Regions from separate parts of the Mus musculus genome. Here region 2 is linked to region 1. Evidence: chromatin contacts called from public HiCAR-type data. All regions are on one chromosome and are shown on one strand. Each heading gives the region's core, a stretch centred on a gene start, on an enhancer-like site or on the middle of the called end of the contact. The rest is flanking DNA. Distances are from core to core; before and after follow the strand shown. Region 1 holds the start of A530046M15Rik (RIKEN cDNA A530046M15 gene). Region 2 holds the start of Sugct (succinyl-CoA glutarate-CoA transferase).

The links. HiCAR-type assays count read pairs that join an accessible place to other places.
Region 2: a HiCAR-type map of astrocytes shows a contact between it and region 1, with 4 times the contacts expected there. The contact joins the promoter of Sugct here to the promoter of A530046M15Rik in region 1. A contact is called at or near these places in 3 of 39 promoter capture datasets (the 3T3-L1 cell line and hippocampal neurons), 2 of 484 Hi-C or Micro-C datasets (the C2C12 cell line and adipose-derived mesenchymal stem cells) and 1 of 115 datasets of contacts at active chromatin or transcription factors (astrocytes).

Annotation. Positions count from the first base shown.
Region 1 is chr13:15,804,085-15,811,221 of GRCm38.p6, forward strand. It overlaps A530046M15Rik (RIKEN cDNA A530046M15 gene), which reads left to right and starts at 3,159. Exons shown (of 5, transcript NR_046131.1): 1 at 3,159-3,365.
Region 2 is chr13:17,690,620-17,697,756 of GRCm38.p6, forward strand. Sugct (succinyl-CoA glutarate-CoA transferase) reads right to left here and starts at 4,146. Exons shown (of 14, transcript NM_138654.3): 1 at 4,020-4,146. The coding sequence starts at 4,113. It overlaps Mplkip (M-phase specific PLK1 intereacting protein), which reads left to right and starts at 4,794. Exons shown (of 2, transcript NM_025479.6): 1 at 4,794-5,201; 2 at 6,223-7,137. The coding sequence starts at 4,866. The coding sequence ends at 6,423.

The DNA.
Region 1 (7,137 bases), core at 1,909-4,408:
CACTCCTTTCCACCTCCCCTGTTTCCTGCAGCCTGAAATGTATCACCGAAGTGTGCCTTTCATTCCTCTCAGTGGCCCTGACTGTGACTCATGAGAACAGCATGCATGTTCCTCTCCCAAGCCTCAGTCATGCTTTGCCTAATCTGATGGATAAAGTAAACATTTTAACTTTCTGGACAAGTAGAAGCACATTATAAAACTAATTTAATTTAGAAGGAAGACATTTTCCTGGACTACCTTCTTGAAAGATCCTGGAGAAAAAGAGAAAGAGGGGAAGGGCAGAGTGCTCCAATGTAGCTTGTGCAGTTTTTGCCAGATGCTATGGAAGACCCTAATATTTACTTACTTTACAATGGGACCAGAAATATTTAAAGGTCAAGTCATTACTTTCTTTTTGATATTTGGTCAAATTTTAGAAACAATATTGTTCAATGACTGCTTCTCTATTAGCATCCAGCCTACCAAGAAGGGATGCTCTGTTAATTGACATTATTGACCGACACCGAGACTAAACGTTGTAGAAAGGCCCCACACCATCTTTTCCTTCTGCCAACAAAGACAAGGTCATATCTGTCCACTTCTGCAGTTATCAGGATAATCTTAGCAATTATCAACACACACTGATTAATGTCCTGGTAACACTGAAAGTGCAGGATTGCTGGGAAATATCTGGAAGCTTATACTGTAGCAAAAGAGAATTATGTGAGAAGGCTAGAGAATGATTCTGGAAAAGACTGGAGGGTACATAGAGAAGAAAGAGCTTTGGGATTCAGTACTGGGGTATCTCCACTAAATATTTCTTAGTGATTTAGAAATACATTTCATGGGCAAGAGTGCTTGCTATCCAAATATGAGACCAACATTTGGATACCTGCCTCATATAGAAGCCACATGATAATGATAGCATTTATACCTGTAAATACAGTGTTACAAAGAGTGGAGACAAAAAGATTGCTGGGGCTTTCTGGTAGCCAGCATAGCCAAGACAAACAAACAAGCCAAAAATAGCAGTGAAATTCGGCTTCAGCAAGAGTCCATTTTTCAAGGCGCTAGGTGGGGAGACATACCATCCTTCTTTTGTCTCTGCACAAATATACTACACATGCATATGCCACACACTTTCATACACCACATTGAAACATACACGAGACATATGCATATACTATTTACAAGCATATACCACACATATACATACATCACACAAATGCATATACCTCATAAAATATGTATACACCTCAAGTATACATCATATGCATGCATGTACCGCATACACCACACACATGTGAACATCACACACATGTATATATTTACAAACATGCAAAAACCACACATATGTATTCACCATACATGTATCTAAATCATGCAGATGAATATACTGCATACATGACTACATATAGGTATATACTACACACGTATACATCTATACACCACATATGTATACACTACGACACAATACTTCTCTCTTGCTTTCAATCTCTCTTTCAATCTCTCATTATTCCCTAGTTCATGAGTATGTGCATGCTGACACACACACAATTTCTTAGAGCTCAAACCCATAATATACTTAATGATAAAAAAATCTCAAATTAATATTTGAGAAATAAAGAAAGCTTCATTCTTCTAGGAAATAAATGTTAGCAAGCCAGAGCTCAAGTCACATGAAAAATATTATGGTAAATACATGTTACTATGATTTTTCAAACATAATTGGAGCACCAAACACCACTTATCATCTCTCAGAGTCAATGACCTAGCGATTCATTTTGAGAATCACAGACCTATTCTCATGTCTACACACCACAAAGATTAAACCACAACTACTGTGAACTAAGTGTCTTATTCAGAGACAGAGACAGACAGGCAGAGAGAGGCAGACAGATGACAGAGAGAGACATAGAGAGAAACAGAGATAGATGACAGAGAGAGACAGAGACAAAGACAGAGAAAGACAGATGACAGAGACAGAGGCAGGGAGAGAATTTTAGAGACTACTTCTGACACACACATATATATATATATATAAAAGTCCACCCAGTGTGTGAAGTATTTCTCACTGCTTTATAATTAAACCGCATATGTGTAATTATTGCATGTAATAGGATGCAATGATGTGTATCTAATTGTAATTTATTTTCCCCATGCATCACACTCACACATATACTTGAAGAAAATAGTTGATAGCAAAACATTTAAAGAAGACTTTAGTTAAGAATCAAAGCTCCTTTCCTGCATTTATCTGAAAACTAAGATAATTGTTCAAAGAAACTTGTTTGTTTTTTCAACCTATGAAATATATATGTGATATATATGTATATACATATATTTCACTTACATAACTTAGCATTATGTAAGTCATGAAATGCTATATTTAGCCACAATTAAGCCTAATGTGTGAGGGATCATGTGAAGGGCTGTGTTCATCAATGAATTCTAAAGACAGTTCTGTAAGTTACCTGAGATCATCACCAATCATATATTTCCTTATTCATTTATTTACATTGAGATACGATCTCAAATGGCCCGGGCTGGCATTGAACTTACGATGTACTTCAGGATTAGTTTGAACTTATGATCCTTCAGGTTCCTCTTCTCAAGTCCTAGGATTGCACACACATCACCAAGTTATGCTTTATGTGGGGCTGTGGATCACAAGATCAGTGTCTGTGTGTGGTACTGAGTCATGCTACCAACAGAGCTGTGTCTCTAGCCTCTATCACTACATTCAAAGTTGAGAAACTTGAAGCTCAGAGAGATATGAAAACTGACCCAAGTCATCAAGCTCATGGAGCTGATGAGCTCCGAACACAGCCCTGGATGAATTAGAAGCTTATAATCGTAACCACCATGTTTTCATAATATTTAGGAAGCTGTGTGGATCTAGAAGATCCCACATTGACATCTCAGAGTGTTCCAAGTCTGCATGCCTTATTAGGAAGAGCAAGTGACTCAGTGGCTAAGGAATTCATACTCAGGCGGTGACAACACATTGAGCAAGACTCCAGCCTGATATTTATTCGACAGCCTTCTTTAAATCATGAAGCCTTGAGAAAAAGGCAAGACTTTGTATGGTCAGCTTTGAGAAAGATCACAAACACCTGAGTCACACAGTAAGGTCAGGTCTGACTGTACTTGCTCAGTCATCACTGGCCAGTTGAGTCAGATCTGAGAAGACAGCAGAGGATGTCGGACCCACAGACGCACATACTGGCATGGTATTCTTTACCCTCTCTTGTCTTGGTGACTCCCTATGGAATGCTGTGGGAAGAACTCAGTTCCCCAAGTTCCACTGACCTCAGCGGCAAAGATGTTTGAATTGATTCTAGTTAAAAACCATAATTGAGGATGGCACAGATCCTGTAGTAATGGTAATTGTAAATTTCATTTGCTTTCCTTCAGGTTTTTCTAAGGGAAATTGTCTTGGAATATTGGAGGATCATCTTGCTTTCCATGTTTATCATTTATTAGCTTTGAATAGAATTTATCAATCACTTCTGTATTATAGGTAATAATATGTAGTTTTCCTTTGTAAAGAAAACCAGTGTGAAAGTAATAAAAGGTTCTGTTTGAACAGTACTCATTCAATTAAAAGTTATAGGCATGCATTTTTGCTCTTTCTGTTCTTCAGAAGAGACTGAAGGGAAGTAGGAATGTTAGTATGGGCTTTTTGTATTCATTCATTCATTCATTAGAAACTGAGTGCCTAATTTATGTCAGGATGATCCAGTATCCTGAAAAAAATGGGCAGGTAAGCTCTTTGCCTATCTAAAGCTTCTATTTTACCCGAGTGACTGGTAATGAAACAATAAACAGATAAATGATTAAATCATGAAATGATAAAGTATCTCAATTCAGACAAAACATTTTGACCATTTTAGATGGGGTACTAAAAAAAAAAAAAAAAAAGAAAATCTTCGTATAGGGACATGTGGACTTGAGACCTGATTGACAGGAGCTATGACTACAAGGACTGTGTGGAAATAATTCGTAGTTAAGCAAACAGATCCAACTGCAGCTCATATAGTTAGTTCATGATAGACTTAGACTTTATTCATTTTTTAAAATTAACTTACTTTGTATCCCAACCTCAGTTTTCTCTCCCTCCTCTCCTCCTAGCCTTCCCCTGCTACCTCCCATCTTGCCCAATCCACTCCTCTCTCTGTTTCTTCATTTTAAACATCAACCTTGGACCCAGAAGTCCAAAGCCAATGCTCTCTCTGTCCATCATCTACGTCAAAGGTATACGTGGATAACTCACTGCACTGCCTTTGGAACAGAATAGATAAGTTTCATAATATAGATGGCCACTTTGATAATTTAATGCTCATGTAAATGTTTCTGTGTGTGTGTGTGCAAGTGTGTATGTGGTGTGTATTCTTATTCATGGATGCTTGTATGTGTATGCTTGGATCATGGATGCTTAATGCTTGTATGCATGGATGCTTGTATGGGCACATTTGTGAGGAGGCCTGACGATGCTATCATGAGACGTCTCAATCACTCTCTACCTTTTGGATTGAATCTGTGGTCTTCTTATGGACCAGAAGCTCATCATGTAGGTGAGTATAGCTGGCCAGCTTGCTCTGGGAATTCCCTGTCTTGGGTTTCCATCCTCACTGGGAAGGAAGGTGGGGCCACACCAACTGGTACCAATTGGTTTTACATGGGCGCTGGGTTTGATGCTTTTGCTGAAAGTGCTTTAGAAAAGGGGAAACTGTAGCTTGAAATTTTGAATAATATGTGTGGAATAGAAATATGCACAGATGATTTCTAGTTAAACATAATTTCTAGTTAAACATTTCTAGTTTCTTTCTGGTCAAAAGAAAACCATTCAAAAACACACCTAAAAATTCTACCCTACCTTCCATTTCTGTTCCTTCCTATCTCTTGTTCCATTGAGTAAAGGGGGGAGCCTTAGAACATCTCTTGCTGTTCTTAATCCCCATGACTCAAAATTTCTACTTATTTCTCTGCTGGTAGCATGCTTACTAGTAGCATTTTAAACGACAGGTAAGGTAATTTTAAGTACTTAAATGTTTCATTGTACAAATATTAGTATTACTCTGGAAGCCCTATAGGTTGAATAATGTCATTACTACAGCAATGAATGATCAAGAAATCTTTTTTTTTTGTCACAAGAATTTTATTACTTAAAAATTAATATATATATATGTATAGGCACATTCCACTCAAGACTAGGGGTAGGCTCTAAGATTACAAATGCAATCTTATTTTTTTTTGTTATTTTACTTAATTTTCATTTTATTATTTAACTTAATCCTTACTAGGATATCTAAAATATTGGATAGGCACAGGTAGCAGGGTTATCTTTATTCATTTTGCTTTTAAGTCAGTGGCTTAGAAATGCAACTTTTGATGAATGCATGTTTGTGTGTGTTTAATTCTTTGTGTAGTCCAGGCTAGCCTTAAACTATGATCCTCCTGCCTCAGGCTCCTGAGTGCTGGGATTACAGGTAAGTGCTATTATACCCAACTCCTCAATGATTTTTTTTTGAATAATTGTTGCTGTTAGGCTTGATAAACAGAGTTTATCACATTTAGGTACTTTTTGTTTGAGTTTGTATTAGATGTGAATGTTGATTTTTTTTCTTTACTTAAGAAAATTGTAATGTTGAGAGATTACTGGTGTAAACCAGTCTTGACTTCCTCCAGGAAACCCAGCATCTCCTGTCATATCACTTAAAATTTTCTTTTTTTTTAAATTTATTTTTTATTAGATATTTTCCTCGTTTATATTTTCAATGCTATCCCAAAAGTCCCCCATACCCACCCCCCCAATCCCCTACCCACCCACTCCCCCTTTTTGGCCCTGGGGTTCCCCTGTATTGGGGCATATAAAGTTTGCAAGTCCAATGGGCCTCTCTTTGCAGTGATGGCCGACTAGGCCATCTTTTGATACATATGCAGCTAGAGACAAGAGCTCCGGGGTACTGGTTAGTTCATATTGTTGTTCCACCTATAGGATTGCAGTTCCCTTTAGCTCCTTGGGTAATTTCTCTAGCTCCTCCATTGGGGGCCATGTGATCCATCCAATAGCTGACTGTGATCATCATCCACTTCTGTGTTTGCTAGGCCCCGGCATAGACTCACAAGAGACAGCTATATCTGGGTCCTTTCAGCAAAATGTTGCTAGTGTATGCAATGGTGTCAGCATTTGGAAGCTGATTATGGGATGGATCCCTGCATATGGCAATCACTAGATGGTCCATCCTTTCGTCACAGCTCCAAATTTTGTCTCTGTAACTCCTTCCATGGGTGATTTGTTCCCATTTCTAAGAAGGGGCAAAGTGTCCACACTTTGGTCTTCGTTCTTCTTGAATTTCATGCGTTTAGCAAATTGTATTTTATATCTTGGGTATCCTAAGTTTCTGGGCTAATTATCATTGTCTCTGTTTAGAGATTGTTCCTCTGGTGATTCTGTTACCCTCTATCAGCAGACCTGGGAGACTAGCTCTCTCCTCTGAGTTTCAGTGGTCAGAGCAGTCTCTGCCGGCAAGGTCTCCTCTTTCAGGGAAGGTGCACAGTTATCTGGTGTTTGAACCTCCTCCTGGCCGAAGATAAAGGCCCAAAACAGGATCTTTCCCAGAAGCTGTGTTGCTTTGGCCTGTCACAGAAGCTGTTGTTTCAGTATTCCACACTGTCACCTGTGCAGACTGCCCTCTGCGGAGTCCCGGAACCAAGCTGGCTCCCGAGGAGCCTGAGGCAGAAGCCTCTTGGGCCAGGCAGACACCTGTGCTCTGACCAGGAAGGTGGCCGGTTGTCTGGAGCTGAAAATGGCGCCACCTCCCTTTCTTTCTTTCTTTCTTTTTTTTTTTTTTTTTTATTACGTATTTTCCTCAATTACATTTCCAATGCTATCCCAAAAGTCCCCCACACCCCCCCCCCCCCACACTCCCCTACCCACCTGTACTGGCTAGTTTTGTGTCAACTTGACACAGCTGGAGTTATCACAGAGAAAGGAGCTTCAATTGAGGAAATGCCTCCATGAGATCCAACTGTAAGGCATTTTCTCAATTAGTGATCAAGGGGAAAGGCCCCTTGTGGGTGGTGCCATCTCTGGGCTGGTAGTCTTGGGTTCTTTAAGAGAGCAGGCTGAGCAAGCCAGGGCAGGCAAGCCAA
Region 2 (7,137 bases), core at 2,896-5,395, 1.9 Mb after region 1:
TGATCACAACTGTCTATAACTCCAGTTCCAGGGGATCCAACACTCTCACATAGACATACATGCAGGCAAAACCACATAAAATAAGTAAATCTCAGAAAAGAAAAAAAATGGGGAATAAATTTTAACAAAGCAATGTTTTTTAAAAGTTCCTTTAAATCTGCCTTGCTTTGTCAGTGGAAATATTATTAAAGTGATTTACTGTGTTGGAAGCAGATTCACTCCTTCCTATTAAGGAATGACCTAATCTCATATTCATTCACTTCTTAGTAGCCTACTGTCCTTAACATGACAGCTAACAGGCAGCACTCCAAGGAAAACAGTATGAAAACCATCAGGAAGTATGAAGTTAAAGATTATGCTTTCCCAAGAGGAATTATGCCCTAAGTATTCTCCATGTATAGTAATTGTTTACTATGTTCTCTTAAACAATTTTTCTCTATAATTAACTTTTAATCTATATATGCATTTCTGAAAGTAAACATGAGATTTCTCTTTTTTTTTTCTTTCTTTTTTGGATTTTTGTGACAGGGTTTCTCTGTATAGCCCTGGCTGTCCTGGAACTCACTCTGTAGACCAGGCTAGCCTCGAACTCAGAAATCCACCTGCCTCTGCCTCCCGAGTGCTGGGATTAAAGGCGTGTGCCACCACGCCCGGCTAAACATGAGATTTCTATAGCAGATATCAGTTCTGAGTAACATCGAGAAATGTACCATATCCCCGCACCTAATACCTCACAGTTAACAAACACAATACAAATAAAATAGTTAGACCTATTCTTTACAGGGATTGAACTATAGGAAAAGGCCCCCAAAATTATGAATCTAGGAGTTTGTGCAGGATGACAACCCAGCATCTACCTTCTTCTGATAAATGGGAGCATTTAAATACTCTTTGGGGGGAACCCTACACCATGGGATATAAATCGCCTTTCCAGGGGGACAGAAGCTGAGTTTGCAGTCCTGGGAATGCATCCAAGCCTCTTGGTTTATATCCCTTTAAATATAAACTCATACTTCTACCTAATCAATCATTGTTTAACTTCCATGGCTTGTCCTTTAACCCAGTTTCCATTTAGAAAGCCCTAACAACACAGAAACATGAAAATATTTACTTCTTGCAGACAGTAAAACTAAACAAAGTATCAATGCATGAAGCACTATTACTGCCATTTACCTAAACTGGGGATGTTCTGGGAATTCCTCAAAGGAATCTCAGAGTTGCTTTGCAGGATGGCAAAGTAAGAATACAAGGTGAGCAGAATTCTGGGTCCCCAATCTCTATTTTAAACATTATTCTTCTGCTTTTATATATTGGGCTCTCAAGTAGATTTTTGTTGCTGTTTGCTTTGGAGATACGGCAATATGAAAGAAATGAAATTGCTATCCACTGACTGTAAACACACACACACACACACACACACACACACACACCATAGAAACACCCCTTAGGTAACCTAAATAAACATTACAACCTTATAGAAACAAGCCAACCCTACTCACATTCATACTTGTTTATCTTGTTGCTCTCGTTTGCTTTAATCTCTACACTCCAAAATACATTATCACCACAGAGTTCTCAAGGACACAGAAAATTGCAGCATTGCTCATGTCTATGTACATCATGATAACTGTAGACCACACGTAAGCACTGGCAGCCTCTGCTTTGAGAGCACTGTAGTGTGCATACGCCTGTCTTCTAATGCTGGTTATCCCTACACTGGGCTGCAGTCCTTGTGCAGGAACCATGTCTATTCGCTAACTGAAATAGAATATTCCCTTTTCCCTCCCAGAGAACGCTACTATATATTCACAGTCATTGTTACAGTTCTTTAATTTTTATAGCTCCAGGAAGCACAACTAAATTTTTCTTTCCTCTCATGCTTTCACTAAAGTCACTATATAAATTTTCAATATAGGGTTCTTGGGCCCACCAGATCAGCCAGTCAGATTGCAAATTCCAGCCTAAAGTTTAGGAATATCCTAGATATAGCTATGATTCACAAGCTAAGAGTATACTTATAATCTGTAAATCCAAAAGAAGCTACACAGTAATTTTTGTTTTTGAGACAGAATCCCTCTCTTACACAGCTCTAGCCATCCTGGAACTCAGTTTGAAGATGAGGCTAGCCTTACACTTACAAAGATCCATTTGTCTCTACCTCCCAAATACTAGGATTAAAAGCATGTGTCACCATGCCTGCCTGCGTTCAAGATTTTTATGCTTTTTTAATTTCATTTTTCAAATGATTGTATTTCTAAGGAAAGAATACATAAAATTTAGAAGCCTAAATTCTGATCTTCTAGGTGAGTCTAAAAAAAAATTATTTAATTATTCTTGCCAAATTTTTCATTTGAAAGAAAAAAGTCTCTAAAGGGATTAACATTGGTCTTGAGTTTCACATAATTATTAAAGATTCAGTTTGGGACAATCATTGTCTACACTTTCAAATGCGCTGGGAAGAACACTGGCTTAATCTACCTGGCAACATTCCCCCTGTATTTCTTCTTCTCCCAGGTTTTTAGTGTATTGTGTGGATAGATTCCGGGGACTAGGAGTGCACTGATGCCCAACAGTAAAGAGCCCATTCTGCATGCACAGGCCCTGGATTCAGTTCCATTCTAGAAGCAGAATTCAAGTGAGAAGGTAATTCATATAGGGCAAGCTGAGACCCAATTCTGCATTATTTTCTGCCAGTTATAAAAATAATAATAAACATACTTTTGGTGCCTACCACCCCACTTCTCAGCTTCCTTCATAAGGCAGATTATTGACTCACTGACATGTATGTGTGAATAAATATACATTCATAAGTATGACTGCTCAAATGCTAGATTCTAAGCTAGACAAAGAAAAGATAAAACAGAAATTATGGCCAGTAAAGAACAATATAAATGTTAGATAAGCTGTAGTGTGCAGGCGCTAAAATATCATTACATCCTGATGATGACATTATCCCTCCATGATTATACAATTTGTCTTCAGAAATAAGAAATGTGGTCGAGCCTGGGTTATGTATTGAAACCTTGTCTCAAAAAAACAAACAAAGAACAAAACAACAAAATGAAGCAAAACAAAAAAAGTCGAACTGAATTATCCAAGAATATAGCAGGGGCATGAAAAAATTAAACAACCTCACCCCCCCCCATAAGCCCTTGTGTTTATGTCTCCATTAATAAAGAATAAAGCTGAGGATATACTCTATAGTTATGTCACCGAAGATGTCAGAGACTGAAGGCCAAAATGCTTCAGAAAGATGCTATGGATGAATGAAAACCTTAGGCCAGGCGCTGAAGAGATGACTCAGTGGTTAAGAGCACTTACTGCTCTTTCAAGAGGATTTGGCTCAGTTCCCAGCACTCACAAGGTAGCTCACAACCACAATTTTCTCCAGTTCCAGGAAATCTGATTCTTTTTTGATCTCCAAAGGCATCAGGTACGTTAAATGGTGCATGTGCATACACGCAAACAATACACTCACACACACAAAAATCTAAACCAATAACCCCCTCACATATCCACGGTCTAATGTGATGAGTCCTAAAATCCCAAGTTGATTTTAGTATCTGAAGGAGTTAGGGAAAGACCACAAAACTCTTCTACAGGAATGTCTAAGACAGGTATCTTATGCAGAAGATAGCATTTTTTAATTATCCCGTTTCTTTATAATTACAAGATTTTTAAGTTTGGGGTATGTTTTCGTGGGTTTTTTTTTCCCCTTTAAATTTCTGTTTCTACTTCCTAACCTCGTCAACTTCCATTTTACAAGAACGTAAACGCAGGGTTCAAGTCCAGCATTAATTACTACAGGCTCGCTTAAGTTTTCAAGGCAGCAGTCTGCTTTCTAAAACTCAGCTTTTGGCGGGAGGTGCTGTTTCCTAAGTTACCAAACCTTGGGGGATTAGAAGCCAGGGGTGGAAAAGAGAAGCAGGGCACGACCATGGCCATGAGCCCTGCGACAGGAGCCCCCGAGGCGCGAGCGCTCCCCTCAGGGAGCCCGAGCGCTCAGTGTCAGTAGGTACCTGACTGCGGGCGGCCGGTCCACAGCCCCCTCCCGCCGGCCAGGCCTCGGCCGGGTCTCCGAAAAGCCACCGCCCTGGCCAGCATCCACAGCATCGCCCCTCAACCCCAGCGAGAGCGCCCCGCGACCTCCCTCCTTGACCTTAGGCCCCCTCAGCCCCGCCCCCCCAGCCAGCCCGGCCCCGCCGCCAGCCCCGCCCCCTCCGCAAAGACCCTCCCCCTGGTCGCCCTCGCACTCTTCCCCGCCCACCACGCCCTCCGCTTCCGCCCAGGCCTCCACCTCAGTCTCACTCGGCCCCGCCCCCTTGGACGATCCTGTTCAACCGAGTCTCTCGCCTCACACCCTTCGGCCCCGCCTCTTGGCTCATGGCCCCGCCCCCGAATCCGGCTGACGCTTCACTCCTTGCTTCCCGGAAGCCTCCAAGACGGATGGCCCTACCCCTCTGATCCGCCCTCTTCGGAACCCGCACGCCCCTCTCCCACCCTCACAGCCAATAAGGCCTGATGATCGGTTTCCTCTCTTCCGCTTCCGTCTTCGTGTACTGGGGGTCTCCGGGAAGACCGTTGACGACTGTGCTCGTGCTGCGGCCGGAGATTTAGTTTCCCCTTTACAGTCTTTCCTCCTCTCAGACACGCCCACCATTCTTCCATTGAGTGACCTGTTTACCTGCCCTCTTGCAGAAACTTGGTGAGATCGGAACCTTTGTGCAGCCGGAACTAAGGTGCGGTAGTCCGCTGGGAGCCGGAAGGGTGTATAAATAGAGGAATACCAGTTTCCTTCTGGCGGTTGATCGCAGAGGTTCCGGTGAGGCGTTCGGCGTGTGAGCTCTGCGGCTTCGTTTCCTGATATGCACCGACCGAATTTTCGACCCCCAACTCCTCCGTACCCCAGCCCGGGGATAGGAGGTTGGGGTGGCGGAAATAACTTCCGGGGTGCCCTGGGCGGGGGGCCGCGGCCGCCCTCCCCGCGGGACGGGTACGGGAGTCCGCACCACACTCCGCCCTGCGGGCCCCGGGCTAGGCCGTACGGGAGCAGCCAGTCTCCGCGGCACGGCGGCAACTTCTCGGGGGCCCGCTTCGGGTCTCCGTCCCCGGGCGGCTACCCAGGCTCCTACTCCAGGTCCCCCGCGGGGTCCCAGCATCAGTTCGGCTACTCCCCAGGGCAGCAGCAGACCTACCCCCAGGTAAAGACAATAGCTAGCGTTTGCCGAACTCTTCCTGTGATGGCAGACGTGATACGAAACATTCCCTTTCCGTGGATTGTTTAATCCTCCGATACTACGTTGGCCCAGTTTTGCAGATGAGTAACCTGAGGCGTAAAGAAATTATCTAAGACTACCATAAGTGGCGGAGCTCTAGTTCTCTGTCCACAGAAACTGCTCTCAGCCAGCATACCACATTCGTATACAAACTTCTTTAATCCTCCATTTCTTCTCCCACCCACCCCCAGAGGTTTTTATTTGGTTTTGGGTTTTTTGTCATTTATTTCAGTGAATTGTCCTGGATTCCTAGGGGGAGGACAGTAAATGATTCCCTATTGTGTAGTATGGCACCTCTAGACTGTAGTCTACTGCCATTTTCCTACAGATGTCCCTCCCTTGTTTTTGCATCCTTGCTTTTTTTAAAAGAAACAATTATTTTATTTCGAGCCATATTTATACCTACTCAAAGTTCTCTTGAAGGAAAAATAGAAAATTTGAAATTGAGGAAACTTCCCCTCTTCTCCATGAGTGAATACAAGACAGGAAGTAGCTAACAACTTGTATCTCGGTGGTTTTGCAAAATTGAATATGCTCACCCATATGAATCCTTATGAGTTGGAGTTAATAAGAATAGAAAATTTTCATGCAATATAAAAGTTCTAGAAATTTGAAGCCTATCAGGTTAAAAAGTAAGTTTCCAAGAAGTGAATACAGTGAACCACTGCTTGTACTGGGTTTATTTGTATTTAATAGCTGCAGGGTTGGTTATCACATTAGAAACTGAAAGGTTTTAAGATGATAGCAGACATTTCTAAAAGAGAAATATACAATTGGTTTTAGTAATTTTTAAAAGCACTAGATTAAAGAAATTTGCAACTGAATATATTGGGTTTCAATTGACAACTTTTAATGTGATTCCCCACTAATATTAAACTAGAGGAGAAAGTACCAGTTATCTCTTACTAGATGTTTTTATTTTTAACTGATGATTTTTTTCCTAAAGGGTTCTCCAAGGACATCTACACCATTTGGATCAGGGCGTGGTAGAGAAAAAAGAATGTCTAATGAGTTGGAAAGTTATTTTAAGCCTTCAATGCTTGAAGACCCTTGGGCTGGCCTAGAACCAGTGTCTGTAGTGGATATAAGCCAACAGTACAGCAATACGCAAACATTCACAGGCAAAAAAGGAAGATACTTTTCTTAATATTTCTGAAATTCACCTGGAAGCTTCATGTGTCAGGAACATCCTGGACAGAACTTTTACTTGTGTAAAAGAGTTGAACCCAAGGATGATGACTTTGAATAATGATTAGCAGACCTTTGGTATATCTCCAACTTTATCAAGTGTTGATAACAGCGGAAATGATAGGACAATTTACAGTATTTAGCTATCTGGGAGTGTGTATCATAGAACACAGTTTTCATATTTGACATTTCCAATATAACAGACATTTGTTTTTTTCAATGTTTTAAAATAAAACGTTTTTTGTCTTCCTAATTGTGATTTTTGTGAATATGTAGAATTGCTAAAACAATGCTTCAGTAATCACTTAGACTTTGAGGGTAAATGTTTTGCAAACTATTTTTTAATGAAATGACAAGCTATCTTAGACAGTTTTCTATATATTTATTAATAGAAAATAGTTCTACATCCATTTTTTTGTATTTTTGTTAAGATATTGAAACTTAAAATCACTGGAAGTCACTTAATATGATTTATACTTCTTTATTCACAAAAGGCCAGAATAAACTATATATATGCAGTTCAGTGCTCTGCCCAAATTTCTCTATATTTGGAGCATTGTAGGCTTACTTTCTCTTGAAGCAAAAGAAGGTGGTATGTTGATTTTCATTGTGATAAAATGCCAAAGGAAAACCAAGGAGGGACTTTGGTTCATAGTTTCTAAAGTTCCAGTGG